Regions from separate parts of the Sus scrofa genome. Here all the other regions are linked to region 4. Evidence: chromatin contacts called from public HiChIP or PLAC-seq data. All regions are on one chromosome and are shown on one strand. Each heading gives the region's core, a stretch centred on a gene start, on an enhancer-like site or on the middle of the called end of the contact. The rest is flanking DNA. Distances are from core to core; before and after follow the strand shown. Region 1 overlaps HIVEP2 (transcription factor HIVEP2). Region 2 overlaps HIVEP2 (transcription factor HIVEP2). Region 3 holds the start of HIVEP2 (transcription factor HIVEP2). Region 4 has its middle 240 kb from the start of HIVEP2. Region 5 overlaps HIVEP2 (transcription factor HIVEP2).

What was found. HiChIP or PLAC-seq counts read pairs in DNA pulled down with a chosen protein or histone mark.
Region 1: an H3K27ac HiChIP or PLAC-seq map of skeletal muscle shows a contact between it and region 4. The contact joins two enhancer-like sites. A contact is called at or near these places in 3 of 47 Hi-C or Micro-C datasets (adipocytes, embryonic fibroblasts and fetal heart ventricle) and 2 of 2 datasets of contacts at active chromatin or transcription factors (alveolar macrophages and skeletal muscle).
Region 2: an H3K27ac HiChIP or PLAC-seq map of skeletal muscle shows a contact between it and region 4. The contact joins two enhancer-like sites. A contact is called at or near these places in 6 of 47 Hi-C or Micro-C datasets (embryonic fibroblasts, fibroblasts, heart right ventricle and 2 more) and 1 of 2 datasets of contacts at active chromatin or transcription factors (skeletal muscle).
Region 3: an H3K27ac HiChIP or PLAC-seq map of skeletal muscle shows a contact between it and region 4. The contact joins the promoter of HIVEP2 here to the enhancer-like site in region 4. A contact is called at or near these places in 12 of 47 Hi-C or Micro-C datasets (brain, embryonic fibroblasts, fetal heart ventricle and 7 more) and 2 of 2 datasets of contacts at active chromatin or transcription factors (alveolar macrophages and skeletal muscle).
Region 5: an H3K27ac HiChIP or PLAC-seq map of skeletal muscle shows a contact between it and region 4. The contact joins two enhancer-like sites. A contact is called at or near these places in 1 of 47 Hi-C or Micro-C datasets (embryonic fibroblasts) and 1 of 2 datasets of contacts at active chromatin or transcription factors (skeletal muscle).

Annotation. Positions count from the first base shown.
Region 1 is chr1:22,259,173-22,261,942 of Sscrofa11.1, forward strand. All of the region lies in intron 1 of HIVEP2 (transcription factor HIVEP2), which reads left to right. Among named protein-coding and RNA genes, the nearest start is that of HIVEP2, 20 kb to the left of the region's middle. Within about 2 kb of position 1,334, at least 62 of the 83 cell types and tissues checked have an H3K27ac peak or open chromatin away from gene starts, as enhancers often do. A contact at or near this core is called in skeletal muscle, where this site is marked.
Region 2 is chr1:22,292,129-22,294,888 of Sscrofa11.1, forward strand. The region is part of intron 1 of HIVEP2 (transcription factor HIVEP2); the gene reads left to right. Among named protein-coding and RNA genes, the nearest start is that of HIVEP2, 53 kb to the left of the region's middle. Within about 2 kb of position 1,428, at least 5 of the 83 cell types and tissues checked have an H3K27ac peak or open chromatin away from gene starts, as enhancers often do. A contact at or near this core is called in skeletal muscle, where this site is marked.
Region 3 is chr1:22,239,351-22,242,050 of Sscrofa11.1, forward strand. It overlaps HIVEP2 (transcription factor HIVEP2), which reads left to right and starts at 1,331. Exons shown (of 10, transcript XM_021072421.1): 1 at 1,331-1,709.
Region 4 is chr1:22,483,549-22,486,360 of Sscrofa11.1, forward strand. No RefSeq gene overlaps it. Among named protein-coding and RNA genes, the nearest start is that of HIVEP2, 240 kb to the left of the region's middle. Within about 2 kb of position 1,288, at least 21 of the 83 cell types and tissues checked have an H3K27ac peak or open chromatin away from gene starts, as enhancers often do. A contact at or near this core is called in fetal skeletal muscle, omental adipose tissue and skeletal muscle, where this site is marked.
Region 5 is chr1:22,332,930-22,335,684 of Sscrofa11.1, forward strand. All of the region lies in intron 1 of HIVEP2 (transcription factor HIVEP2), which reads left to right. Among named protein-coding and RNA genes, the nearest start is that of HIVEP2, 94 kb to the left of the region's middle. Within about 2 kb of position 1,277, at least 3 of the 83 cell types and tissues checked have an H3K27ac peak or open chromatin away from gene starts, as enhancers often do. A contact at or near this core is called in skeletal muscle, where this site is marked.

The DNA.
Region 1 (2,770 bases), core at 84-2,583, 220 kb before region 4:
ATTCTTAAGATTCATTTACTTGTGAATCTACAGGTTACAACGCAGGAAATATCATGATTCTTTTAACAGCCTAAATATATTTAAGAATAGAGTTAGTTTTTTAGAGCAGCTTTAGAGTCACAGCAAAATTGAGTGGAATAGAGAGTCCATAGCACTGCCTGCCCCCTTCCCCTCCCCCACTCCCTGATGGGCACAGCCTCCTCCACTATTAGAATCTTGCATAGGGTGGTACATTGGTTACAGTGGATAAATCTGCATTGACATGTCATTATCACCCAAAGTCCATAATTTACACTTGATAAAGCCCTAAATATTTTAATTCCATGTCCTGATGTGAGGCGTTGCTAAATTCAAATGTTAGAGAAATTGGCAAAATACAACATCTGTTAACATTGATTCGCCAAAGAAGAACAGAATCTAAAATTTGTTAAGCTCATCCAGTTTTTTTATTTAAAAATGATTATAGAGTCCCTTATAGTCTCATAACCCTTATTAACCTTAAGCCACTGCTTTTCTAGAATTACACATGGTTATAATCTGGTTTATGGTTTGTACTAAATGGAGGGCTGGAAATTTAGGATAAAGGAAACTTTAAAAATCGCTATTATTTTTATATGAATGGGTAAAATTTCCACTTTAAAACATCCTGGCCAAAAGTTTTGCGTGCCATTAAAGTGGATAAGTACAAAACTGATTCTTAAGAGGTTCGGATTTTTAAAAATTAGACATTCCAGATATGATAAATTAGGACCTAATAAGTAAAAGGACTTTATATGTTGTGTAGGGGGTGTTTTTTAATAAATGAAAACGAATAGAAATGCTTTTAGAAACGTCTGAGGAGTGTCTTCTTGCCGCCTTTGACCTCACTGGAGCTGTGCAGTAGAGAAATCTTTTTCACTTGCATCTGACAGTTACTTTAGGAATCCACAATCAGGAGATGGAAAACGAGGAAAACACCTAATTGCAACAACACTGAAATGATTTTCACTTTTGATTATTTAAAAATAATCCTAGTGTAGAAAGAGTCATCTTGGGGGGAAATTACGTTAAAAATTGAGCTAAGAAACTTGCGCCAAAAAAAGTGCTTCCTCTGAGCACCTGGAAACACACGCCTTTCCCGGCCCCGGGGAAGGAGCGGGCGGCGGGCGGGAGGGGAGCAGGGTTGGGGAGCGGCCGGGCTGGGTCCGCCTGACGCGGGCGGGCGGAAAAGCCGCTCCCGCGCCGCCCCCGCCCGCGTGGCCCCCGGCGCCACGAGCCCTTCCACCCCGGGGAGCCCCGGCCCGCCCTGCAAGGGGCTGAACGTGAGGCCCCGGGCCGCCGCCGACACCCGAGGGAGTGTGAATGCAGTGACGTCTCCGCCGGTTGCAGCTGCACAACAGGAAATGCTCTCGGCCTCCCCCTTCCTGTCGGGGGAAAGTGGGGCTCGCAGCTCCCGCCGCGCCCGCCCAGACCTAGTTTCGGGGCGGCCCTCCCGGGGGCAGGGGCGCTGAGGAGAAGGCACTGACTTGGCCGAGGCTCGCTTGGCCGAGCCTGCCAGGGGACTCACTGTGCCGGAGGTCCGGGGATCGCTGGCCTCGGGGAGACCGCTGCAGCTGTACAATAGGGAACCCCGGTCAGGTGGGCCGGCTGCCTGGGGGTGAAGAGTGCTGAATAATGCTGGCTGCAGAGGGCCTGAGCGGACTTGTCCTTCGCCTTGCAGAATGCACCTTCTTTCTCTTCACGAAGCCGTACAGGAAACCTCTTGTTTCACCCTCTTTCTAACTGTCACCTTTTTGCTTTGTTGTGGAAGCAAAGATATGAATGTTTGCAGCCAAGCACAAGCATCGTGCCCTTACACACTTCGAGACGGAATCATTACAAGAAAACTCTCCGGGTAGTCATGATTTTTAAACGTTATGTAGTTAGTAAATCTTGTTTGAAAAAATGCTTATTGTGAATTTGAGAACAGAAATGTAGCCCTAATTTACTATGCTCGAATTATAGATGGATTTAAAAAAACAAAACAAACCTTTTCTACTTTTTTTTTTTTTTTTTTTCGGCTATAGGTAGGATTAAAAAGTTGAAGCCAAGAGAGTAAATCCAGCCTTTTTAGTAACAGGTGTTTTACTTTGCATTAATGATCTTTCAAGGTACATTTTAGAATCAGTGTTGAGCTTAATATTCTATAATTTAGTAACATGAATCTTGTATGTTTTATATACTTGTGAGCAAGGTAAGGGAGAATAGTATCGTATCAGCTGCGCAGTCATCATTCTGACCACTTCTCTGCTTCTCTCCTTGACTCATGAATAGGCTTTGTAATGGTAGATTGTTCTTTTGGCCCCACAGCCAAAATGCCAGAGTTCACTGGGAGGTCTGCTAAGGTTTCTTATATCAAAGACTTGACAGAGAAAGGATTTAATAGATGAAGCTATGATTTAGTAGTTCATAGTAAACCTAGAAAATCATTCTAAATTGCGCCATACACTGTTCACATGTTTAAGTTAAACCGAGTCACAAGACTAATGGCTGACCTATGCTTATATAATTGTTGCCTAAATATTTTCCTTTTAAAAAATCCCCACAGGATCATTAGAAATGTATGTAGTACAATGGCATTTCCCTTGGGATGCTTTCAGCTGATTTATGCAATAAGGAAATTAAAGAGGGCTTGAGTACACTTGGAATAAGAGCTGTCGATTTAAACATTAGCCCTTTTTAAGACAGCTTTTTCCTTTAATAGAATATAACATAAATACCCTCTCTTTGTACCATATGAGCCTCATTCAAG
Region 2 (2,760 bases), core at 178-2,677, 190 kb before region 4:
AAACTGGTTATAAATTCAAACTTCTTCAAATATTAAAATTAAAGTGTAGCAATACATTTTATTTTTTAAAAAAATTTAAAAATTGTAATGTGTTGGACATGTTACTTGGGATAAATTTTGATCATAGAACAGGATTGTTACTATAAACAATTAAATTGGCTATTTTATTTTCCTCCAGAATATCAGCTCATGCCAGTGAGTTATCAAGGCACCCTTCGCTCTCCAAGATAATTAGCCCTGTGCCTAGGGTCGTCGTGAAGATTCCTAGAGGAAGGGAGATAGCACTTAGAATAATGTAGTTTTAATAAGATTACAGAGAGCTTTATTATTCTCTGTTGAATTACCTGTCGCTGAATAATATATGGCACTTGCTACAGAAATCAGACTCCTCCACCCCAAATCATAGCTGGAAGGTGAAACAGGACAAAGAGGTTATGAGGCTGACCTAAGGGAAGAGCTGACCAGCTGTGGAATAGGATGCTCCCCTCTGCTCTCTATTCCCTGACTGTTTCTCAATTGAGTGGAAGGCGTACAGGCTTTGAAGTCAGACCTTGAGTTCAACCCCCTGCTCCATCACTTCCTAGTTGTGACTCAGGCAAGTCACTAAACCTCTGTGAGCCTCGTGCCCCTGGTCTGCAGAGGGGAGTAGCATCAACTTGCCTGGCAGAGTTGTGGGCACTGGAGATCACGTGTGCTAAGGACCTGCCCAACAGCTAGCTGAACGTTATTTTTCTCATGATTATCCTTTGCCAGATTTCAAGGCAACTTGAATTACACACTTGCTGAATAGGAATACTAACGCAACTAATAATAGCAACCCTTTAACTGAAGGGTTCCATGTGCCAGGCATGCTTCCAAGTACACTACGCGTATGAGTATCTTATTTAATCTCCAAAACAGCCTGATGATGTAGGTATTACTGTTACTGCCGCCGAGGCTCCAGGAGTATAACCAACTTGCCCAGGGTCACCCAGTGAGTTTGTGGTGAAGCAGGTTTTCAAACCTGGGCACTTGTGACTCCGGATCCCACTTTCCTCGTTACTGGATTATTCCTGCTCCCCCCTGGCCACTTCAGGGATGTGGGACAGAGGATGAAAGGACTGGTTGTTTCACAAGAATTGTTTTTTGAATGGGGTGAGGATTTGCTTTCGGAATCATCACCATTCAGGTAGACATAGCGGAAGGGGCCAACACTCACCCATCACGAAACTCTGACGTGTGTTAGGAAGCCTTGCCGAGCCCCACTTTCCTTCTTTGTACAGTTGGTATACCTGTCAGGCTTGGAGGGAGCATTTAAATGGGGATGATGACTGGTGAGCACAGCCCTGGTAGCCACCCCCATCTCTAATCTCTCCTCCCCACTCCCTTCTTAAGTAGCAGCCTGGCGCTGAGGACAGAGCCTTGGGGCATGCCTGCTTTCATTTTCCATTTTAAACCAATGGGGTGCTGTGTTATTCAGCACTTCCATGTTTGAAACCAATCATATTATAACACAGGGTATTACAATCGATCCCCTTGAAAGGGGATGAAAATATTTGCTCACACACCTTACTGATCTAGTCCATACATCCAATAAACTGCCTTAGGTGACCACGTCACATTGGTCTTTTCATTGATTTGTGTTCTGTGTCTGGATAGGGGCACCCAGAGCACAGTCCCTTTAAGAACCACTAGCCCTCAGCAAAAATAACCTAGAGCAGCTCAGGTTACTGCCAGGCTCCGAAGACTCTTCAGGGGGTCAGGTTGCTTATTTCTCTGGCACCTACCTCAGCAAGGATGTAGGAGAACTTTCTTTATGTCAGCAGAGGGAGTCTGTGTGATTCTTTGCAATGGAGTCCCCACCTCTAGCTGGGTGCCCTTACCCACGACTTCTGAACTTGCCCCCTTCTTCACGATAGGAAGGTTTTGGGCTGGACCACTTAAATAGCATTAAATTAATTGTGACCCTGTTCCTGGACCTGGATGTAGGAACCTGTCTTTCCTATCAACCTTGAGTTTTGGACTATTTCTTTGAAAACAAAAACAAGAAGATAGCAAGAGCCATGAAAACAAACACACACCTGCCATCCCTGAAGTGAGAGCGTGGCAGTGCAGTGAGAGGAGGTCACAGGAGGACACGCCCTTTGCCCTGGACCCCCTGTGCCTGCACACCTCTGTCTCACCAGCCTTTCTTGTAGAGGAATGTTTTTACTGGCTGTACATAAGCCCAGGAACCAAAGGATAAACAGGGCCCAGTTCTTTATAAAGATAAACAAAAAACAAATGAAATTAACTCTTCAGTTGGGAGAGCATAGTGAGATCTCCTAAGAGGCAGTACAGCATGGGAGGGGGCAAAGAAGAGCTAGGGCTTAGACCATCTACTGAATTAGCTGAGCTGCAGACTGATAAGACTTTTACGGGTTAAATGGTATCTGTGAGTGACTCACCTTCTGTAATTGTCCTAGAAGGAAGGCAAAGCTCAGAGAGGTTGGATGACTTACCTAAAGTTACTCTGCTGGTTGTTATAGGTCTGGACCCACAGCCCAGGTGCACACATCATTGCTCTTCATCACACTGTAAAGACAGTGTAAAGAGTTACAATCTCTCCTAGTCCCTATTTCCTCATCTGGAAATGGGCATTCTACTACCTGGCGTAACTTCTTTGGAGAGTATTGCTAAGATCTGCTAAATGGGTGTGGACAGAAGCCCTTAAAAACTATTAAATTGCTTATTAATTAGTAGTAAATTATATATACATATGTGTATGATGAGATATGTGTG
Region 3 (2,700 bases), core at 81-2,580, 240 kb before region 4:
GAACCCCGGCCAGAAATCCGGGTCGCGCCAGGTCAAATCTTGCGCGTCTCTTGTTTACTCCGCCCGGGGCAGGGCGGCGGCGCGGACGGGGGGCGGGGAGGGCCTATCGGGCCCGCGGCGCCGGGGCAGTCAGCTCTGCTCGGCTCTGCGCGGCCGCTGGGGCGCCCGGGAGGGGTGGCGCACGTTCCTTGCCCGGCCCGCAGACCACCCGGAGGAGGCGCTCTGAGAGTACGCCCGGCCCGGTGGCCATCCTTTCGCCGCGCTCCTGCCGCCGCGGCCGCCTGGGAACCTCCCCTAAGGGTGCACACAAGTCCACACAGGCAGGGTAACGGCTCGAGGGAGCCCCGGTGTCCCCCGGGTGTTGCCGGGCCGGGGAGGAAGCCCAGGGCCCCGGCCCCCACTCGCCTGGGATTCCCCCGTCCCCCGGCCCCGCTGTCCCCGCGCTGGGTGTGATTTCACTCGCGTCCCTTCGGAGGAAGGGAAGCTCGCAGACTGGAGGCGGCCGCTCGCCACAGGTCTCAGCACTGCCACCAGGAAACCGGCAGCTGCTCCTCTCGCAGCTGCTCAAACCGATTTGAATACCCCGGCGAGGGCGGGCCGCGATCCCCGAGCTGGGTGCGCCCAGGGCACCCTGGTGAGTGACCCCAGCGAAGGCAACTGGGGCATTTCGAGCGCGTGAAAAGTTCATGCTTCCGCAGGGGCCCGGAAAGTGCTAGTAAAACACTTTGCAAAGCTCCACAAACGCAGCCAGGACCTACAATATGATTTTATTTTATTTTTTGACCGATAGCATTAATGTTGCATAGAGGCGGGGCCACAGAGAGAAAAGGGATCGGAGGAACCCGGACAAAAATCATAAAGACAATTCTAATTAAAGACAATACGAATTATTCTATAATTCTCTTTGTCTTCTAGATGAGGAAAGATCTGGGAAATGGGAAGATAGGAGTGGGAGGGAGGAGGTTTCCGCATCCCTAAAGGAAATTCTCAGGCTCCTAGAGACGCCCAAGTTTTTTTGCATGACAAGTAGAGACTGGCTCTCTGGGGAGATCCCTGGATCCGAGCGAGCGGGAGCGCGGCTGCAGCGGGGCCGGGCCTTGACTTCCCGGTCGCTTCCCTCCCCCGTCGCGCCGCACAACCCTCTCCGCTCGCCGGCTCCAGACTGGTTTTTCTGGTTCGGCCTCCCTCCCTGGGACGCGCTGGGGGATCCGATGACGTCGCTGGCTGAGTCTCTCCCTCTTCCTCCCTCCCTCCGCCTCTCCCCCCGCCCGCCCTCGCCGCGCACTCCTCCTAGTAACTTCTGTTCGGGGAGGCGCTGCCAGGAATAACCCCGTGCGTCCACAGACCGGGAGGGGAGGCGGCCGCTGCGGCTCCCGCACGCAGACTGCTGCGGCCCGGGCCTCGCGGCTCCCTCCCGAGCCCGGCGGCCCCTGTCCCGGGACCATCTCCGTACAGTGTCAGAAAAATAAATAAAGGAAAGAGGAGCCTGGGCAGGCGGTCGGGATCGCTTCCCTCCCTCCGTGCCCGCCCTCCCTCCCTCTGTCCTTAAGGAAATGCTACCAGACACCCCCCACCAGACACGCTCAGCCTTGGCGAGGAGCGGCCGCCGCGGCAGCGAGAACAAGGGCACCAGGGGGGTTTCCTCCCCCTCCTCCTCTCCCTCCTCTTCCTCCTCCTTCTCCTCCTCCTTCTCAGCGGTGACTTTCCAGGTGAGCGGCCGCCGCTGCTGCTGCTGCTGCTGCGAGGATCCCCCTCGCCCGCTCGGGCTTGGGCCGCCGCGTCGCGCCCTCCTCCGGCTCCTGTCACCCGGCGGCGGCCGGGAGCTGACAGCCGCCCTAGGGGCTCGCGGCCCAGAGGCGGGCGGCCGGCGGGAGGCGGGCTGGAGGTGAGGGGGGTGGAGAGGAGGCAAGCGGGGCGCCACCGAGCGCTGTCTCTCCCCGCCGGAGGAGGGTCTCCGCAGAAACATCCTCGGTGACTGTGGCACAAGTCTCCGCCAAGTTGTGTCTTGGACGTTGAAGCTCCTGGGAGCCCGGAGCAACTTGGAGGGTCTCCCGGCTCGTTAATCATATTCCTACACGTCTCGACTTTGGGGTGCTGGGTGCAGCCTTGGGGTGCGCGGAGGGCGGACCAACCATTCGGGTGAGCAGAGCGGCGGGAATCTAGGTTCCTCGGCTCGGTAAGTGGCCTCGGCGCGGTGTTTTTCCTGCCTCCCTTAGCATTAGCAGCTCGTTTCACTTTACAGCGAAATCGCCGCTGCCGGACCCCATCGCCCTCCCGGCGCGCGCCCTCGGCCCCTGGTCTACGGCGCAAGGGTGAGGGTCGGAGGGGGCGGGGATGGGGGAGACCTCAGGTGGGGGGGTCCGGCGCGTTGGGAAATGCGGGGAATACCCTGGCCGAGGATCTATGCAGATGAGGGGTGGCTGCTTTGCGTAATGTCCTGGGGGGAGGGGGCGGCGCGGGAGCGCTGGAGGCAGGAATGTGCCTGGTTGCTAATGAGGGACGTGCACCGGCGCGCACCGCCCGGCCACCGCTGCGGCTGCCGCGGCCGCTGGCCGCCCGTCGTCAGGTAGCGGGGGAGGGGGCCGCGCGGCGCGGGTCGGGGGCGGGCGGGAGGCACGAGGGCCGGGCCGCCGGCCTAAGGCCGAGCGAGGGCAGTGAAGGCGCCGGCTGTTGGCATTTCGGCGACTCCTTTCTCCTCCC
Region 4 (2,812 bases), core at 38-2,537:
AGGTAGACTTCCCCTGGAAGCGGAGTGGGGGCAGGGATTAAGGAGGCATCTCTAGACACACTCACTATACCAGACCAGCTGGAAGGTGGCTTCTTGTGTAACCTGTAAGGTAGGGAGATTCAAATAGCCTACCCTGGGCATGCTCACTGTGCACATGCTCGCTGGCAGAAGGCCACTGGAATCAAGCTAGCTCCTCTACTTAAGAGGGGAGATGAGAACCAAGATTTCCCATCAATCACTGATGCCCTGGGATAGACTCTGGAAGGCTCTGCAGTCTCCCTTTCCTTCACTGCCTTCTCTCATTGGTTGTTTGCATGGCATGGTCCACTCAGGCTTACAAGAAGGAGGATTTATAACAATGTAAAATACACAGGGTACAAAAGAACACCTGGAAAATTAAAGCGGCAATGAGGAAAAGTTTCTTTCCCTCTTCCTCTTGTTCGACTTTCCCCAACTGATACACAAAAGCATATGATGAAATCAGCATTCAGAAAAGAAACACCTTAGAACAATTTATATGTTCTCCTGGTAGAGCTAAAGGGGCATATCAAGTAGTTCTCACTTACGGTTTTACGAATTACTCCACTAGAGCCAAGCCAAATCCAATCAAACTCCATCTAGCTTGAAGTTCCTATTATATAAGGTTTTAAGGGCTATAAGCTGGAATTAAAGGCACAGTAACAGAAAGAGCCAATCAGAGGGAAGCCTCAAAATAGCCTGGTCCCTGTGGAAGGCCAAGGCAGATGTATTTGTCCAGCTGCTTGATGGAGAAGGCCCTGAGGCCTCTCACTCACTCACCAGAGGCCCGTAAAAGGCTCACCTACAGCTGCTTATGAAATTGGTTCCTTGTAAATGAAAGTCGACCGGGAGTCATATGGGCCAATGGCAGCTGGACAGGGAGGTCCCAGGTGCCAAAGGGAGCAGGAAGTGGCCAGGGGCCAGGGTAAACAACCGGGGGCAGAAGCTGAGGTGAGTATCTGTCCCAGGATAGCTCAGCGAGGTCCTGCTTTCCAAGGGTTTGGCCAGGGCCACCTGGTTTATTTTCAGTTAATCTGGGTATGCCCTCCTTGACTCCCTGAGCCTCACATTTGCATGTCTACTTTAAGAGACCCTAACAAGTACACATAATAAAATGTTAATTTATGCCTTCTGCTAGGGTTGGAATTGAGTGTGGCTTGATTCAACTGCAAAACAGAACAAATCTGGAAATTCTGGCAGGCAGAAGAGGAGGGCGGAGGGAGCACACGCTCCTCTGAGCTGTGGGAGGGAGGCTGAGAGAGACTGGAAACTTCCTGGCGTCAAGTTCCCTTCAGACCCCAGAAAGGACTGTCTACCGCAGTTGAACCCAGGTTCCTCCGCACAGCTGAGCGATGGCTTTTCTGTCCCCATAGCCCTGAGCCCTGACATTGCAATAGTGACAGCCCTGGGCACATAGTAAATATCAGGGAAATTGATTAATAATCCTGGGAATGTTCTGAAGTTGAAGCCTTCCTCTCATGTTTTGGAAATGGTCAGGTCTCTGCTTAGCTCTCTAAGAACTCCACACCCATCTCCACATTAAAGGAGAAAGCCAGCATACATACGATGGCCTGGGTTATTCTAAAAAGCCATCCCCGTGGGTCCCTGAATTCGGACCCTGGACCAGTGTGTATTGCCTCATGCAGTCTTCTGTGAACACCTCTTTCCATTCAGCTTTGCCAAGACCACCCCATCCTAGTGCCATTCCTGAGGCCGATACCCCTATGTGTCTGAAACTGGCCCTGCTGCTAGGGATAAGAAATCCCTTATATTTAATCCCTTCTTTCCCATCCTTATTAACAGCAAACTGATATTATTGCAGGATTAAAACACACCCATGGAATTCTGGACAGTCATGGTAAACACCTTTGGGAGGCCAGGACACTGTGGCGTCTGTACAACGGGAAGCTCAAGTAACTCCTCACCAGGAACCCCCAACCTCCATCAGAGATTGCGTCAGAGCTCCAAGCTGGACAATTATATTCTTTCTCTTAGGAATTTGGAATTAAGGGAAGCTAGTCAACATCTAAACTGGGCTCAGCCATGCATTTTGGAGCAGTGGTGGTCATCTGCAAGGAGAACTGGAACAAGTTAGTTTTGAGGGGAAAAGAAAACACAAATATGCAGAGTAAAACAGAGTCAAAAGAGGGCTGCTTACACTTCTTTCCAGCGGGTTCTGAAGATGACTTGGCATCTTTATAATAAATATCTGTATGTAGATTAGCCTAATTGCTTTCTGATACATGTAACCAAAAAGACTTTTAAAAAAGGACACTGGGAGTTCCCGTTGAGGCTCAGTGGCTTAAGAATCCAACTAGAATCCATGCCGATGAGGGTTTGATCCCTGGCCTTGTTCAGTGGGTTAAGGATCTGGTGCTGCCACAAGCTGTTGTGTAGGTCTCAGATGTGGCTGGGATCTGACGTTGCTGTGGCTGTGACATAGGCCGGCAGCTGCAGCTCTGATTTGACTCCTAGTCAGGGAACATCCATGTGCGGCAGGTGTGGCCCTACAAAGGCAAAAAAATAAAAAATAGAATTTAAAAGAAACTAGCAAGTTTCACCATAGACATCTGTGTCTTCGATCTGCTCTGCATTCCTAACCTAACCCTTTTTCATTGTGTCTGGACTCTATGACTCTACTCAAGGCATGACGCAGTTCTCATTTGCCTATGTCACCATGACAGGACCCCTTCTCTAGCTCTCTGTGCACACCCTGCACTGTTCTGCCTATCCATTCCACATGATTTCCCCCTGCCACTGCAACGTGTAGCTCTGCTTGTGTCTCATCACTTTC
Region 5 (2,755 bases), core at 27-2,526, 150 kb before region 4:
TGCCCTTTCTGCCACCTTGCTGAAGTTTGACTCTCTTGATTTAATTGCTTCAGTGAAAAAAACAAATGTCGTTCCTTGTCATGCTAAATAACACTGTTGGTTGTTTGTAGAATTTCTCTTCGAATGGCATGGTAGTTGGCACGATTTGTGCTGCAGCCACTTGCTTAAACACATCAGGAGCGCACAGTTCATGTGTAATAAAAGTTACCGCTGCACAAAGTTTCGAGAGTTTCTCAACTTTGGTGCTGTCGGTATCAAGGAATGTATAATTTTTCGTTGTGGGGTCTGTAAGGTACAGTGCAGGGTATTTTCCAGTGTCCCTGGCTTCTACCCACTAGATGACAATAGCATCTCTTCTCTGGTCATGACAGCCAGTGATAACCCCACGTACATGGCCCTGTGCCCCAGCGGGGAGATGGGGGGGTACAAAATCACAGAGACTAGTTAGCAACCAGTGTAGGCTAAGAATCAGTCTGAGAAGATGGCACATCTACCCGCTTGAAGCAGACTGTCATTAGCAACATACAGCTTGACTTTAAGAAGCCAGACTGAGAAAGTAAGGCTTGGGAGGGATAAATTACTGAATAATGAACCCTTCTAGTCAGTGATGGAGTAGCAGCAGAAACCCCACACCAGGGATTTCCCCTGCTGGCTTGTGGCAGGAATTCCCTTTCTCTTCCTCTCGCTCTCCACTGTAGGACACTCCCTTTTCAGGACGGCCCTGGCTTCCGATTGACTCACTTATTTCCTGCACCCTCCTTTCTCTTCCACTCTTTTGCCGTGTCTGTGGCCACTGGAAACTGCTCCGCCACTGCTGCCTATGCAGAAGCCTAGAGCCACTGGGATCTTCCAGCTGACGACCCTGACTCATCACTCTGATCCTGGAAAGGCATCCTGCTCTCTTACTTCATGATTTACTTCTTCAAGTTCTACCTAGATTTTCTTCTATTTTTATTTTTATTTTATTTTAACTGTAGGATTAGTATTCCCACTTCCTCAGGCTTTAAATCTCACTATGTTTAGTTAGAATTAATTTAGTTAGAAGTGAAGTAGTTTATGTTTTATTTTGTAATAATTCAATGAATTTTATTATATTTATGGTTGTACAACCATCATTTCCATCCTTGACTTTCATGGCCTGTGTAGGGAGAAGTGAGGAGCCTCTGGATGCCTGTTCTCAGTGTGACTGCTTTTTCTACTAGAAGCCATACCATAGAGGATGAGTAGGCCCTCGAATCCTCATATTACATTGCCTGAGGCTAATTCTCCATCAGGTTATATAAACTTTTGAAGGCTAGCCTGGAATGCCAGCCGCTATTTGTGACACTGGTTCCACAGGGACACATTCCAAATTTCAAATAGTAGGTTTGAAAGCAAACTTTTAGAATCCAGCTTTCTTTAAGTGGGAAGCACTTTGGCTGGCTGGAAGACGAGATGTCATAGCCCAGCTCGCACCTGTTTCAAGTAAGTTCCTCCCCCCAAACCACAAAAAGACCCTCGGGTGGGCAGCTCAGAGTCTCCTTTCCACTGGGACTGAACCTTCCCACCTTAAGGCCCAGACTTGGCAGGCAGAGGAGCTGGACCTGCTCTGGTTTGTTTCTTTGATGTGGAAAAAATAGGCATCTGGCAGTCTCCTTGGATTCCATTTGGACATGCACTTGTGTGTAATCTCTGCCAAATGTACTTAGGCTGCCAAAGTTTGCCAAAAGAGGGAAAGAAGAACACCTCAGTCTATGGGTTGAGATGCTAACTGCAAGAAGTCAATAAGGAAAAACTGGAATCTTAGCAAGTCTGGAAATAATAAGGGAAAGATGTATGTTGTACAAGTATGCAATTAAAGTAAGGAGAGTTTATCTTTATGTATTTATTATTTTAATTTTTTCCCTAAGGAGAGTTTAGAGTAATTAAAAGATAAGTACAAAAATACCTTACTCTTTGTTTCTACATCAAGTCACAGATGTTTATGTCAAATTTATCATAATGGGAATGTTTATTATGTTTAGACTAGAAAGATACAACAGAAAGACTGAAAGACTTGAAAGGATCTTCCAATTATCATAATCCTGTTGGTTTTCTTCCCCTTTCTCTCTAAATTTGTCAAATTGTACATATAAAAATATGTTAAGACTAAGGGATAAATCTGTGCCAAGTAGAATATGAGAATGGTGACTTCCTTGGGGAAGTTTCTAGAACATCTATAATGATGATTTTCCAGTTGGATTTGGAGTATCTTGGAATACCTAGCAGTTTTGAAAAGAGAGGTATAGTTGTGGTGGATTTAACACGTGTCTGTTTAATCACCTCTAAATTTGAGGCTTCAGATCAGGACAGGAGGCAGGTTTAGATCCCACATTTGAAGCAGTGTTTGTTTAGAAGAGTTGTCTTACTCAAGTTTTACAAAGCTTTCTGATTACACAGCATGCCTTTTGTTTGGGATTTATGCAATAACAACTGATTTTCATGTCTGTCCTTCTCAGCTCTCTAAGTCCCATGAGGACAAGAATGTGGCTTCAAGAGTACACAGTTGTTTGTTGAATGAATAACTGAATAAATGGGGGGGGGGACTTCATCATGAACATTTCGTAACAAATGCATAGTGCTTTTTTTCTGATAGAAAAATAAAATACACTTTCCAATAAAGAATTTAAAACAAAATTTAACAGAATGTCATGTAGTGCAGTTTTGTTTCCTTTTTGGAAATTTGTGGCTTTTATTTAAGAACAAAGAAATACTGTATTTTCCCGAGGAGGAGAGC